Regions from separate parts of the Callithrix jacchus genome. Here region 2 is linked to region 1. Evidence: chromatin contacts called from public Hi-C data. All regions are on one chromosome and are shown on one strand. The core of a region is the stretch at or near the end of the contact, and the rest is flanking DNA. Distances in the headings are between cores, read along the strand shown. Region 1 holds the start of SYNJ2 (synaptojanin 2). Region 2 overlaps SYNJ2 (synaptojanin 2).

Region 1 (2,707 bases), core at 85-2,584:
CTGAACTGGAGTCGGTGCATATAAACGTGAAAACAAGGCTAGAGGCATCTGCGAGCCGTGACTGCCTGCTGCATTTGCGACCACCTCAAGTGCACGTTACCCCGCGCTGCACCTTGTTTAGTTCGGAATACCGGGAAACTGCTACAGCTGGACGCCTACTGGTGGGCGCCTACTCTCCCGTGTCCACATTTACAAGTCTAACAATCAGGTCTGGTTTCACGTGCTTTGCTGCTACCCAGGCTTTCCTTATAATGGTTAGCACAAAACAAGGGACCCAGGAGGTTAGCGATACCAGGAAGCCACGCATTGAATGATGTTATAGAAACAGCCACATGAAAGTCAGGTGGACGGTGTCACCTTAGCAAGCAACTTTCTTAGCCTCTTCGAGCCTCAGTTGGCTCATCTGCAAAATGGGGGCAATAATAGCTCTTTAGTAGAATTGTGAAAATTAAGTGAGATAATGTTCTAAACCCCATACGTAGCACAATGCCAGTTTCAAGGCTTCTGAAGTCCATAGGTGAAATTCGCTGGCTTACAGGATCTAACACAGCATAAAGGTAGAGTCACGGTAAATTTGCTCACAAGTTCAATACATTGCAGTACCCATGCCTCTCGACCAAGTATTTACGTGGGACAAAGGTGCCATCAGCAGTTTCTCCAGAGCCTATGTTCTGGGGCTTTGGTCCCCATCCAATCCAGGAGTGGCGCCGCCGACACAAACCAAAGGGCAATCGCTGGTTTCATCAACAGGTGCCAAAGAAAAGGCGCCAGGCACAAGGTCAGGCCGGCTCCCAAGTCAACCCCCGCCCCACGCCGGGATTCTCGAGAATACGCAAAGCGCTCCAGCCGGCTCTCCAACAACCACATCCTGCTGCCGCGGGGACCGGAGATCCCCGAGGAGGGGCGGTCGGCCTCCGTGCGCCACGCCCAGCCGGAGTGCTCTCCAGAGTCCCCAGCCCCAGTTCATTCAAAAAGCCACCCCTCTGCCCGCGACTCCCACGCCCCGGTAGTCCCCGCGCCGCCCGATTCCCTCGGGAAAGGGGGTACCCGTCTTCCCAAAGCTGGGAGAAGGCGGGCGCCCTCGCCTCCGGGCCGGACTCACCCAGCGTGGCCACCGTGCCGGCCTCGAACAGCAGGCAGTCGCCGCGGCCGCGCGCCTCCAGCAGTACACTGCAGTCCCCCGCTGCCCCCAGGCGCCCCAGCAGCCGCAGCCCTTTGCTCAGGGCCATCGGCGCCGGGCCCGCTGCGGCGGGGGCCGGGGCCGCGTACCCCCGAGGGCGCGATGCCAGCGACAGTTCCCCGTGCGCCCGCAACTTCCCAGAGTTTCACTTTGCGCCGCCGCTCCCGCCGCGCCAGGCTCCTCCCCGGCCTCCTCCCCTTCCTCCTCCTCCCCACACCCGCCTCCCCGGCTGGGGCAGGTGAGGGCGCGCCACCGCCTCCCTCCCGGCCCCGCGCTCCGCGCTCCCCCCAGTGGCCAGGCAGCTGCGTGAGGCCGCGCCCAGGGACTGAGGCTCCCGGCGGGCGGGCGTGGAGCGGAAGGGCCTCCCAGATGCCACGCATTCCTCGCCGCGGAGGAGGATGCCCCGCGCGGGGCGCCCCCGGGAGCCTGGCCGCGATGCCGGCCGCTCGAAGCCTTATATGGGCAGGCCGGCCCGGCAGTCCTCCAGGCTGGACCCGCCGCCTGCTCCCTCCCGGGGCGCTGCGCCTCCGTGTGTGGTCGGCTCCTGCGACCCTGGACGAGTCCTTTTGACCCTGCGTGCCTGGTCTCCCTGCGGTGAAGCGGGGTCATAACTGCGTCTACGTGGGCGCCGAGGACTGAGTTAATTTGCGGAGGCGCTTAGCGGGTGCGGGGCGTGTGGAGCGGGCTGGAGAAAGGTTGCCTTTCACTAGCGTTCTGTCTCCGAGGCTGTTGCGGTCACCGTCCTCGCCAGGGAGAGGTGTTGAGGGTCAACGGTGCGTTGTCGCCGAGAGACCTGGGGCTGTGAACCAGACCACGACTCCCACCACGTGACCCTGCCTTCCCTGCGCTCCACTTTCCTCGCCTGTCAGATGGTGACAGTGCCTTTCCGCCAGCCCTGAACACCCGCATGTGTCCGTGCGTGTACGCGAGAGTGTGTGGCCTCGCAGCCCAATCCCCTGAGGCTCAGCCTTCTGACTCCAGGTTCTAGCACCGAGGCCCGGCCTGTTAGAGCTGCAGGGCAGGTGGGGTGGGGGTGGGAGTTTAGGGCTGAGTTGGAATCACCCTTTGGGGCGTCTAGCGGCTTAATTCCCTTCTCTTGTGATGGGTACGTGGGGATGGCCGAGAGGCCTCCATCAGGTGCTTCCATCGCCCCCAAACAAACTCAGTTCCTCTCTCACCCCATCCTGCTGCACTGGCCAAACTGTTTGTCTCTGGGACTTGTTCTAGAGCCAAGCAGAACATTGCCATGTCCTTTCCGACATGCAGTAATGGCCGGACAAGCCATCCTCAGAGGACAACCTCTCAGGTGATGACTGGGTAATAAATACTAACAACCCCAGTAGGTTGTTCTATTTATTACTCAGTTATCTTGACCCTCAGCCCATTTCCTGGCCGACGAACTCCGCCCAGGTCAAGCGTGAGTGCTCAGCATCTCAGGCCTAAAGCTCCTCAGCCGTCTGAGCAGCTTCTTCCTGTGTAAATGGAAATATTGCTACCTCATGAAAACAGTGCCCGTTCAATGAGGCA
Region 2 (3,031 bases), core at 343-2,842, 87 kb before region 1:
CTTTCCTCGCACAGAACTGAGCCCGGACGATGACAATCATGTAACACTCTAAGACTTCAGCTTCCCAAGGTAGACGTTTCCCATGATGGCTTTTTAATTGTTAGACAATATTCTATTCAGCTCAGTTTTTCCTAGGGGGTTTTGCTACATTTATCTAAAATAATGGCAAGTCCCAATTCCTGCTACAGAGGGGACAGGGGAGGAGGAGGAAGTCAAATAATTAAACCCAGAGGCTGACAAGCCTTTGTTGCCCAGATGTGTATACACCAGATGTTCTTACCTGATGAACGGGACATGGTAGGGACGCACAAAGATGTAAAGACAGACGCCCACCAGCTGCGCCGAAGTCAGCAGAATGTACCTGTGCGAGCGTGATATGGCTTTCTGAAGCTGCTCCCCCCACATCTTCCTGTTGGTGGTACTGGAAGAGAAAAGGAAAGGAGAATGCTGTTTCCAGGTGTCTGAAGTGCCATCTCCCACCTGCCAAATGCTCCAGCCCAGGCCCGTTCCATGTGCAGAACCGACGTCACACTGCCAGCACCCCAATATCAGTGTCATGCTTTCCCTGTTCTACCAGAGGATCTGGGTATTTCTGGTTGCGTCTCATACATCACAGCAGCCCCACAGAGTCCATCTTATTTATTTGTTCAGAAAGTTCCTTGAAATAACAGCCAGGCCAGTTTGGCAGGGTTGAGGGGGTGGTGGAATGTCCAGTTGACTTCATATCAAATACAAATCCAGTGGATTTGATTCTTCCCTTCGCCCTGGTGTGAAGGAGGGAAGTACCGCGTCCCGGCACTCTGCTTTCTCACCTCTCCCCAGGAAACATGAGTCAGCCACTCTCCCAGTCTCTGTGCCCCAGGTCCTGTGCCCCGCCCCTGTACCCCAGGTCCACACATGCCAGCTCCCTCTGGCAGCATAAATCAGCCTCAAGTGGCCGAGGCCAGAGCACCACAGAGAAAACACAGCAACCATCAGCCCTTCCTTCTACTTCCTTAAACAGCAGGGAAAGAACAGGGCGGTGCACACGTGGTTACAGACAGAGCCAGGTGAGAGATCCTCACACAGCCAGGACTGGACTACAGCTTAGCCAGCTCAGAAGCAGGCTGGCTCCAGGAAGAGTCTCAGAGGCTCTGTTCCCAGCCAGGCATCTGAGTCAGGTCCTGCCCAGCCCGCACCCCTGCCCCTTACCTGGCATTGACAATATTCCCTGCACTCAGCTCCACCATCTCTTCAAACCCCACAGCAAATATGTCAGCTGGGCTGCTGTCATCTGGGGAGCAAGGCAAGAGATGACAGAGGTCAGAACTGCCATGTCCTGTGTTACGAATTCATGGGGTTCCCGGGTCCCCTCTTCAGAGCCACGCTGTCCACTGCCTGAGTCCAGCTCCAGGGGGCTGCTACTGCTGCTGGGAACTGCCGGCGGAACCTACTTCAGTAATGCTTGGCTTCAACGCAGCAGTGAGCCCGAGGGCTCCATCCATTCTGTCTGTTCCCTTTGAACAAAGGAGGTCAGAGTTTCATATAACCCTGTAGCTGTCGACTGAATCTCTCCAGTCACGACCTCTGACATCCAGGCTCTGAGCCACCAAGCCCAGCCACGGCTCCAGCTGCTGCAGAAAGTGAAATGCCCGCCTCCCCCGGCTCCTGCCAGGAGGACGTGGCCTCTGTCAGCGAGAGGCCAGCAAGAGGTCAGGCAGGCCATCCACTTCCTTCTCTGTTGGCCACAATGGGCAACCTGGAACCTCTAGTGTCCCTGACTTAAAGCTTTATTATTATTATTTTTTAAAGAAAACAATCCCCGTCCCCCTGTGGATCTGCTCGGCAACAGTCACCATAGCACCTTCCTTGTCTGGAACCTGGTGCATCTCTAGTGGGACTGCGGGGGAGTGCGCTAGTGTCTACCCCAAAAAGATCCCCTGCAAAATACCAGCCAGCTTGCTACAAACACGCACGCCTTCCTGCAGGGAAAAGGAGTCACGTTAGCATCGGGAGGAATGGCTGCTGAGCTATGGCTGTGCCAAGCACTCTCCGTGTCGATGGGACTCTGCCGGAGGGCATCCTGAATGGCTTCTGGAGGCACTGCAAGCACCAACCCAGGCTACCCCTGACATGGAGAGCCCCAGTGGCTCTGCAGGGTGGACTCTGCTACCTGCCCTTGGAGGCAGAAAGTAAGGCACGGATGGCACGTGCAGAGGAAGGGATGGGATGGGACTCTGGGTACCACCCAGGCAGCTGTGGGGCACAAATGTACACATGGCCCACCACATGTCAGCTAGACCACAGGTCACTCACCAGCAGGCTAAAAACTGAACCACAAGTCTCTTCCTAAGTCCAAGGAAGCAAAAAAAAAAAAAAGCCCGAGTCAACGCTGATGGAACAAGAATCACTTATTTGGGTCTTAAGTTCTGGGGCCATTCAACAGTGTATCTCATTATATAAAAGGTGAGGTGTTGACACTCGGAATTATTTTATTCTTAAAAAGCACATGAATTGTTTTGTGACTACTTAAAGCAGATGAATAGAACTGGTTTAATGAGAGGCAGGGATGAGCCATTCTTGGTCAATATCAACACTGCAGGCAGGGCTGGGTGTAGTTGCTCACACTCCCAACTTTGGGAGGTCGAGGCAGGTGGATTGCCTGAGGTCAGGAGTTTGAGACCAGCCTGGCCAACATGGCGAAACCCCGTCTCTACTGAAAATACCAAAACTAGTTGGGCCTGGTGGTGTGTGCCTGTAATCCCAGCTACTAAGGAGGCTGAGGCAGGAGAATCGCTTGAACCTGGGAGGAGGAGGTTGCAGTGAGCTGAGATTGCGCCACTGCACTCCAGCCTGGGTGACAACAGTGACACTCATCTCAAAACAAAACAAAACAAAAAACACTGAAGGCAGGCCTGGCTCCCATCCTTACAGTCACATGGCTCGAGAAGCCACACCCTCCGCCTGGTGACAGAAAGATGCTACTGATCAAAGCCCAGGACTTCACCATTGCCGTATGCAAACAGAAAAGAGAGATTCACTCGCTGCTAAC

Evidence for each region. Hi-C and Micro-C count contacts between places; a contact is called where the count stands out from the background.
Region 2: a Hi-C map of skeletal muscle shows a contact between it and region 1, with 4 times the contacts expected there. The contact joins the enhancer-like site here to the promoter of SYNJ2 in region 1. A contact is called at or near these places in 2 of 3 Hi-C or Micro-C datasets (both in skeletal muscle).

What each region holds. Positions count from the first base shown.
Region 1 is chr4:164,800,818-164,803,524 of calJac240_pri, reverse strand. SYNJ2 (synaptojanin 2) reads right to left here and starts at 1,334. Exons shown (of 28, transcript XR_013534652.1): 1 at 1,103-1,334.
Region 2 is chr4:164,887,267-164,890,297 of calJac240_pri, reverse strand. SYNJ2 (synaptojanin 2) reads right to left here. Exons shown (of 28, transcript XR_013534652.1): 14 at 1,192-1,273; 15 at 281-421. Among named protein-coding and RNA genes, the nearest start is that of SYNJ2, 87 kb to the right of the region's middle. Within about 2 kb of position 1,592, at least 3 of the 16 cell types and tissues checked have an H3K27ac peak or open chromatin away from gene starts, as enhancers often do. A contact at or near this core is called in skeletal muscle, where this site is marked.